2 separate regions of the Urocitellus parryii genome follow, and region 2 is linked to region 1. A link is a contact called in public Hi-C data. All regions are on one chromosome and are shown on one strand. Each heading gives the region's core, a stretch centred on a gene start, on an enhancer-like site or on the middle of the called end of the contact. The rest is flanking DNA. Distances are from core to core; before and after follow the strand shown.

The links. Hi-C and Micro-C count contacts between places; a contact is called where the count stands out from the background.
Region 2: a Hi-C map of muscle shows a contact between it and region 1, with 4 times the contacts expected there. The contact joins the promoter of Tex264 here to the promoter of C2H3orf18 in region 1. A contact is called at or near these places in 2 of 2 Hi-C or Micro-C datasets (liver and muscle).

Annotation. Positions count from the first base shown.
Region 1 is chr2:93,252,592-93,257,046 of mUroPar1.hap1, reverse strand. C2H3orf18 (chromosome 2 C3orf18 homolog) reads left to right here and starts at 2,769. Exons shown (of 5, transcript XM_026383861.2): 1 at 2,769-3,005; 2 at 4,446-4,455. Hemk1 (HemK methyltransferase 1, mitochondrial release factors N(5)-glutamine) reads right to left here and starts at 1,439. Exons shown (of 11, transcript XM_026384044.2): 1 at 1,411-1,439; 2 at 1-67.
Region 2 is chr2:94,243,378-94,247,921 of mUroPar1.hap1, reverse strand. Tex264 (testis expressed 264, ER-phagy receptor) reads right to left here and starts at 1,452. Exons shown (of 6, transcript XM_026383843.2): 1 at 1,344-1,452; 2 at 287-353.

The sequences.
Region 1 (4,455 bases), core at 1,520-4,019:
AGGGAAGTAGAGAAGTCACTGGCTTTGGCTCCCCAAAATGGTTCTAGTCCTCAGATGTGGGTACCACCTTAGGGGGAAAAAGACAGAAGAATCAAAAGTTGCCTGAAAAAGGGCATGCTTTTACTCTGCCTTAACTCCATTTTGACTCCTACCTACCTATTAGACTCTTCTTGTCTTAGACAGTTGTTCTCTTCACATTTTCAGGTGAAGTGGACTGAACCAGTAGCTATCCCTGCTAATAAATAGGCTAGTGGTGGGTCACAAAATGGGTTTGGAGGTAGGACAGATCTGTGTCTTCTCCTAGCATGTGTGACCTTGGGCAAGTCATTATTTCTGATTTTCAGTTTCCTTGTCCATAAAGTGGGAGAAATAACCCCACAGTGAGAAGTGCACTCGTCCATGAATGTCAAGAACCTGCACCAGCTTATCACACAGCAAGGGCTCCATGTTACAAGCTTTAACTAATGTTATAAGTGGGAGACTGCCTGGTTTAGGAGATTTGCTTGTGACATTTGGTACTTCCTGTCATTGAGCCGAAAGTTTCCCTCTAATTTAACCCATAATCTCAGATGTTGGCATAAATAGCTAGGTAAAAAAATTGAAAATTTTACATTTAAATGTTCACAAACAAGTTTAACTGAGGGCTTAAATCAGCGGTCCCTTTACTTTCAGACAGAATAAGGTCCAAACTTGCGTTTACCGAGCACCTTCTAATTGCTACATCCTCAAAGACAAGCAGGCTCCAGGAAGGGAAGCAAACTTCCCAACGTCACCCAGCTAGGAACTGTCCCGAGCAGGACATGAATCCGGGTCTGCCGCACTAGAGGCAACTCTCCACCTATGCGCTGCCCCTGGAGTAACCAAAGATTTAAGTATGGGGCACAGCCTGCTTCCCAGCTCCGCATGGGCATTATTAATAATGACCCCGAAAAGGCTGCCTCTCTACAAGTCTGCTTCTCCATCTGCACTAAGTCGGGTGGGGCTGGTCAGGTCTCAAGGGTGTTGCAATCCAGGCGCACACACCATGGTCCCCACCTATAGTGCACACCTGCCAGAGGGGCTGTTCCACCCACTCGGGGCTGCTCGCCTACCCACCCACCGGCCTGCGGAAAACCACTCGGTATCGGTTTCCGGACGTGCGTAGCCTTCAGTGTGTTCCTTCGGATACCCAGTTTCCGGGTCGGCGCAGGCAAAAAAAAGGCTCGGGCAGACTTTGTCACTCAGCTTCAGCGTTCCTAACGTCTCTGAGTTCCTAACTGTGAACTCCACGCCCAAGGCTCCATGGGCGGGAAAGTCCGGAGACGTGTGTGGGGTGCACCCTAGCGGTCCAGACTGGCAGGTGTTCCTTAAGGTCACGGCAAGGTTGTGGATCCAGCCTACCGTGAAAGACTGGAGCAGGCGTTTACGGACCTGGCTGGCGAGGAGCAGGCCGGAGCCGGTCATGTCACCAACTAACTTAGGTTCCGGCGCGGGCCCGATGTCAAGGGGCGTGGTTTCACACACTCTGTGGGCGGAGACAAGGTGTGGTTCACTGTGTATTCAGTGTGGAATAGTGGGTTCCAGTATTCCCAACGGATCCCAGTTTGGGGGAGCGGAACCCAGTATTCCGTACCTGGCTGAGGGTGATGACGTGGGGCGAGATTCAGTAGTGACCGGACCCCAGGGCCACTCCTGACCTTCTCTCTCTCGCTAGTAGGATTTGGAGCAGGGAGCTGAAAAAGCAGAACTCCAGAGAACTGGGTTCGAATTCTAATTCTAATAGCAACTCGTCGCGAAGCTTGGTGCAGACACCTAGACCTCTCTGGATCTCAATTTCTCTTTCTATAAAATTCATGGCAGTGTCTCACGAAATACACCTCCTACCACAATATACTAATTAGATCACTATTAACACTCTACTATTAAACACGTGGCTCCCCGAGGAGCCACAGGCACCTGCATTTGTACCTAGCTACCCCGTGATTCCCATAAACTCCTTTTTAAAAAAACAAACAAACTTTTTTTTAGTGGTTGATGGATCTTTATTTATATGTGGTGCTGAGGATCGAACCCAGTGCCTCACACTTGCTAGGTAAGCGCTCTACCACTGAACCACAGCCCCAGCCCCTCCATAAACTCCTTTGAAAGCCATTGCATTAGAGGATATCTAAGGGCTTCTTGCAGTGATCGTGCTGTGGATTTCAGGTGTTGTGAGATATAGGTAGACTTGCCTGCGTTGGGGTACCCAATAAATACCACCCAGATAAAAATTCCACCCGCCGGTAGTTGGAGTCATTTAACCAGAGTCCTCACTCTAGGGCTCCGGTCTGAATAGGAAGCCGAGACACAGGGAGGGGAAGCAGCTTGCTCAAGGTCACACGGCAAAGGGTCCTGTTAGAGTTAACTCAAGCCCAAAGAACTCCAACTCCAGTGCTCTCTCTAAGCCTCCTCCGTACGTCTGTGTTTTGGGGCCCGAGAGTGTCCCGGTGAAGTTGGAGCTGCCCAGGAGCCCAAGTTGTGGCCCAGGAAAGGCCTGGTCACCCTTGGTCCCCTGCCGGATGTCGGCGTAGGCCACCAGAGTGAGGGGTGGTCTCAGAGAATTGCTACCTGGCTCCGGGCTCCCGGCTCCCGCTTTAGGGAGGAGTCATATCCGAGAGACAGGCGAGCAGGCCAATGCTGGACGGGCTCTAGGCCTGGCAGCCAATCAGAGTCCGGGGGCGCGGAGAGGGCCGGAAGGCTAGGCACTGAAGCTTCGCTGATCCCCTGAGGCTGCTTGGCCTGGCCCCACCCCCGCCCTGGGTCCCGGCCCTGCCCACCCCAGCCTAGACTGACAGAGCTGGTGCTTGCAGCTGCCCACCGTGCAAGGTAGCCGGCCCGGCCCGCAGCTCTGAGCGTGCAGGGAGCGCCGACCTGGGGTCGAACTGTCGCCCCCACGCAGGGCCTAGATGTTCCCCTCGCCCGGTCTCCCGCCCGCTGCCACCACCCCTATCCTCTCTGACTGAGCTCGGCGCCCCGGAGAGGATTAAGTAAGTGCTGAGGTCTCTCATTCTGTGCAAGAATGGAAAAATCACTGGGTTGCGGAGGCGGGCATGGGAATTGAGGCAGGGAGGACTGAGGGACCTAGAGGAGAATGGCATGAGGGTTCTCAGAGGTCAGGCGCAGACCCCTTTCACTCCGTTTTTTCTCCTTCCCCTTTGGACCCCAAGGCAGGCCCAGAAAGTGGTCAGCAGGGCATCTTCTCTCCTCTGGATGGGAGGAGAGCCCCAGAGCAAGTTAAGGGTCTAGCCCAAGGTCATGCCTAGGGTCAGTGGCAGAGCTAAGAATAGACTCCTTACCTAGCATAACTGGAGAGAGATGGCAGAGAGAGATGAGTCTACCCCACTCATGTCCCTCTGCCAGCCTTGTCCTTTCCTAAGGGTGCAACATGGATGTGGGTACACACACTCACACACATGCATGCACACACACAGATGTACCCATAAGCACAACAGGGATGCAGTCATGAGCTAGGAATCCCTCCTCTAGGTCTGCAGAATGGCTGGGACCCCTTCCCACACTGTCTTTCTGGGCTGGGAAAATCTCTGCTCCCAGAGGAGGAGGGAAGGCACAAGGGAGATGCTTCAAAGTGGAAGCTCCATCCCTACTTCTGAAGATAATCTCCCCTTGCCTTCCTCCTTTGTTCCCACCAGCACCCAGTTCCCCTATGAGGGAAGGGGGGGCATCCAAGGACCCTAAAGCCTGCAGAAAAACCATGCCTCTATTTCCCGTCTCCTGGTCTCCCCACATTTGCCCCCACCCCCACTTCAGGCACACAGCCTGGACCACACCGCTCTCTGAATCCAGTAGCTTCTGTGCCTCTCTGCCTCCTGACTGGGTTAGAACAAAAGAAAAGGTGGAATCTCTACTGGGTGCTCACTGTAAACATGGCTTGTGCTGAACTAAGTCTTTTCTAGGGACTTGTTCATTCTGGCATTTCAGTAACCCTGCAATACTGTGGGCTTATTAGGCTTAGGAAAACCGAGGCACAGAGGTAGAGTGACTTGTCTGGGGTTATCCACTAAATGGCTGAGCCTAGACAGGATTCAAGGACAGGCCTATATGACTCCTAGGTAAGTTTTTTCCTCCAGGGAAGAAAAAAGCTACAGAGAGATATGAGGGGCAGGGAGTGAAGAGGTGGAGGTGGGAGGAATGAGAGGTGTTATTGCATAGGGGAGGGACCTTTTCTTTCAAATCTCCCTGATATCTTTCCTATCTCCCAGGCATGATTGCTATGATCATTGTACCCACAGACTTCATTTTCATGTTTCTAAATCTACATGGGAACCATAGGTATATAAAGCATGTGTCTCTGTGTCCCTGAACTGCCCTCAAATCTTTATTTTCCCTGTGTCTTCAGAACCTAGAGGCACTTCATCTCACTGCCACACCCCTGTCCTTAGCCTCATGTGTTTATTCTTCCTTTCCAGCACCCACGGA
Region 2 (4,544 bases), core at 203-2,702, 990 kb before region 1:
TCCAGGTTGGACATCTCTGAACAAGACCTGAAGCTCTCAGCATCAAGGACACGGATTGCTCTAGGAGTGACAAGCTCTTACTCTGTGCTACTCTCTTCTGTACACCTCTATTTCAAAGGAATTTAACTCCCACCTTTCTTTTGCCTCTCCCAAACCACTCAGAAAGGGGGTAAATGTTCCTGCAGGGTGTGGGAGCAGAGCTTTAAAGCACGTAGAAAGGAAGAAGGGAAATGTTAATTTCCCCCTTACACAAAAGATAAAGGGAAGAAGGGCTGGGGAGGCTCACCTGAAAAGCCAGGTTCACTTTTAGCAACTCATAGTATCCAGCGCAGCAGGGGCCAAGTGCTCCAGTGCTGGGGGCAGAAAGGAAGAGTCACTCCAGCCCAGGAAATAACCACTGGGCAGGGCTCCACGCCCTGACTAACCCCTTCCCAAGGAAAGCCCACCAGGTCCTCTGCAAGCACCCACCACCCCATACTCAAAACCTCGGGGAAATCAGAAGCCAAACCCACCCTCACAACGTCTGGATCTTCTCTAGAGCCTTCCTCATACCCCTCTTCCTGGTGGGTTCCAGCCACCACACTTGGTGCCCAAACAGCCCTGCCACTAACCTTGGGAAGGATGTGTCCTTTCTCTGGCCTCAGTTTACCCTCGGATCAGAGGCCCCAGATTCAGACGCCTAACCACTCAAGCGGGTGTGCATGGGGGCTGGGTGAGTATGGGGGCTGGCGGCCGGCGCGAGCTTCCTGAGGCCGCTCACATGCGCCTTGGAGGAGGGCCGGTCCTTGGACGACCGGCCTTAAAGGGCCCCGCGCTGGCAAAACTTTGGCTCTAGAACTAAGAGGCAAGACAGCGGCTCTGAGGGGCCCGCGCGCTCTAGAGGGCGCCGCCTCTCGCTCTCGGCTTCCAGCCCTTGCTGGCCGGAAGCCTTGACTATATGTCTAGCCTCTTTCTCTCCGCTCACGGCTCTTGTAGCTCCACGCACCTCTGCAACTTAAGGGACGCTAAAGTTTGCAGCGGGGCGGCGAGGCGCGGCCTCGTGAATTAGATGGACTTAAAAGGTGACTCATGCCTCCGTTTCTTCCCCAGCTCCACTGCCCCTAGACAAGCCCCGTACCCGCGACTGAGGTAGTGGGTGACCTAAGGTGGGAAGGGCTGGCCCAAAGTCGCATTCAGGGCCTCGGACCTGACCGGGGCCAGCTGTGGACAAGACGATATGCAAAGGGTGGCCTAGGTCGCAGGGGGCCACGAAAGGGTCGCGGGGAGCCCTGAGGTCACGCCTGGGAGGACCGTGGCCCCAGGCCCACGCCCCGGCGGGGACGCCTCTCTGGCCCGGCCCTCACCTCAGCAGCCATCCCACGGACGCCGCCCTACACAGGCAGCTTGGGGATCGGTCGCGGAGCCTGCGCGCGCCCGCCGCTCACGCTCGCTCCGCCCCCTCTCGCGGCGGGACGTGGCCGTGGCCGTGGGCGCGTGCGCTCGGGACCCAGGGGGCGGCCCCGCCCCGTCTCCGTAGCAACGCGCGCGCGCCAATCCCAGGGACTTGGCTGGGGTGGAGCCCACAGTGTACCTTCCCCCCTCCAGCAAGCAAACGGGCTGCAGAGGGTTGACTGAACAACACCCCAGGGTATCTGGGTTGGCGGAAGCTCTACAGCGACAGCCCACCTCCAGACGCGGGGGAAGTCAGCCTGGTGGCCCGCAATAAAGGGTCAGGCGGGGGTCCGGGGACTGTAGAAAACTGTTTGTACAGGTTCGGAAGGTGCGACACAGCAATGTCAACTTCTAGCATTGGTACAACCCTTAACTCTGGCCAGTTTATCTAATTGAGGTTTCATAACATGCTTGGGAACCAAGCAACACAAGGCCACTTGCTTCCGTTTTAAAGCTATAGAAGCTCAATCCCATTCTGGGCTCAGGGGAGAAACTGGTGGATCCAACCTCTCAACAACATAAATATCTGCTTCTGGCTTCCACTCACCCCCCACTAACTTTCCTTCAGTGGGCACAGGAATAATCATTCTCCCATCCAACATTTATCAAGTACCACTTCCTGCCAGACAGTTCTAGGGGCTGGGGATACTGAGTAAACAAAACCAAATCCCCATCTTCTTGGAGCTAGTTCCAGGGGGAATTCCTCCCTTAGTCTCCTCCAGTACCCTGGATGTGGCTTGGGAAGGCTACTCTGACCTGGTTTAGCCTAACCTACTTCGAATTCCTTGAGGACAGGTTCAATCTTCAGCTTCTATCTCAGAACCACAAAGCACTATGCTAGGTGCCCAAGATAAAGCCCTGGTAGCCTGAGAAGCCTAGGTTTACAGTGAAGGAGGTGGGGAAGGAGACAACTACCCTCATAAGCCTGCTTATAAACAAGACAGGCTGGGCCAAGGACAATCTTGGTCCTTCTGATGAGGACTGCTGTTTGGGAGGGGGATCACTCTAAAGGGAACACAATGAAGGTGGCTGTAGAAAAAGTCAAACGCCATGTGTGCAGTGTATCTTGTGAATCCCACTACAACACGAGCAAAGGGCAGGCTGGTCCCACAAAGGTAGTCAAAATCCTGACTTTCCCCCCCTCTCTGTCTGCTTCACATTTCTTCTTTCTACAGGCAGAGGGGACTAAATCTTACCACAGGGCTAAGTCTGTCCCCATACCCTGGGGAGACTGGCAGAATGGGCAGCTGGTCCCCTAACTCAGGGCCAGGCCAGCAGGTTCTAATGATGAAAATCAAGCACATGACTATTAGGTATACATTTGGAAGCATTTTCTGTGACACAAAGAGGAGTATGGCACTGGCTCAGAGACAGTATCTGCATAAAGGGTTTGCCCATCAATTCTACTTCTCAGAAGTTGATGAGCTTCTTCCAGGAAAAGTCTAAAGTTGCCTTTTCTCACCTTGTTCTCTCTTCCCAGTTCCTTTAGCTGGGGTGGGAAATCAAGTTGAGGGTGTGCCTTAGGAGCTTCAGCACTCTGTTGTGGAAGGGGAGCTAGCCTTCCACTAGGGCTGTAGCCAGCAGTCTGCCAGGCTTCATCTCCCCACTGCTTCCAACAGTGTAAACGCCACCTTGGTAAGATCTCTGAAAGGCCTTGGCTGGCCACTAGGAGTCAGCAGCTTGCTCTGCAAGGCACTTTCTTCACCCCTTGCAATACGCCTGAAACCTGCTCATCCAGTCTTTATCCTACACACTTTCCACTCCCAGTCCCAGCTCCAATAATACATATCACCCTGTCATGAGCCCAGACTTTGCCTTCCTTTTGCCTTCCATCTAAGGAATTCCCACATAGGCTCTTTTATTCTCCCTAATTTCCATATAATATTTCCCCAGGATTCCTTCCCTTAATGAAACTAAACTTGGGGAGCTAGAGTGGACTGTCCCCTCCCTCCCCATCTCCTCCCACTGAAAGCCCTGGTTAGCTTTCTGTGGGCAGTGGCTAGAGTCCTAACTCAGATGACAGAGAACACACATGCAGTCTAAGATTGCTTTCTGACAATGCCACTAGCCACTCACAGACACACCATCTCCCACCTCCCACTGATGCTGGCCCAATCCCCAGCCACTCAGCCTAGACAGGGTTGCCCTATAGGACTTGCCATGGCTAAGGACCAACTAGCCTTAATGACTATTTTGCTGTTTCCCTGAGAGCCTGGAAATGGAGGGTAACAGAGGATACCCAAACCTCTTCAGGTGAACAAAGGCTGAAAAAAGCAGTGAACCTCACTGCCAACAAAGAGCCTGCTAGCAGTTTTCCCTCTGTTCCCATCTATCTCACCCCCCAAGTGCTGTCCCAGTGCCACTATGGTGAGTTATATTTTCACCAACACTCAGCTAATCAGCTGTCCAGACAATTCCTTAATCAGACAACACTGCCTTCTTGAGTTTAAATTTTATTTTACAAAAAGAGAAATAAAGAAAACTGATAGGCAGTTATACTGACTTACAATTGTTCTGTTTTTTTTTTTTTCTTAAAAAAGTGACATGAAACACAAGTAAAAATAAATACGTCATAGAAACAGCCAGTTGCCCAGTCTCTGGGGCAGAAGCGCCTGTCCTGCTGAGAGAGGAGGGAAGCCCATGATCACACCAGCAGCTGGATCACCCAGCCACAGATGCTTCTCTAAGCCAGGCGCAGGTCCCAGGCCTCAGGGGCGTCCTGAGGAAAGAAGACGGAAAACCAAAGCCAGGTGCCAGGGCCCTGGGGCCACCTCATCTCCCCCATCCCACCCTACCCCTTACCCCTGGCAGCAGTGTGGCCTTAGTGGTTATCCATTGTGACCCCCTCAACCCACCTGGACCCTCTTCCCCTGATCCCTCTGAAGAGGGTACAAGGAAAAAAAACCTGTCTTGGGCAGGCCTGGGGGATTCTTCTGGTTAGTCCCCAGCCCACCCTGAGTAACACAACCAGAAAACAGTCATTTTACACCCAGGTGCACATGAGCACACATGTGCACACACATTATCACACTCACTCACTCAAACACAGCTGGGCTAAGCTCTCTTCTAGGGAGGGTCCTGGGTCAGGTCACAGTATGAGGTCCCCTCTCATC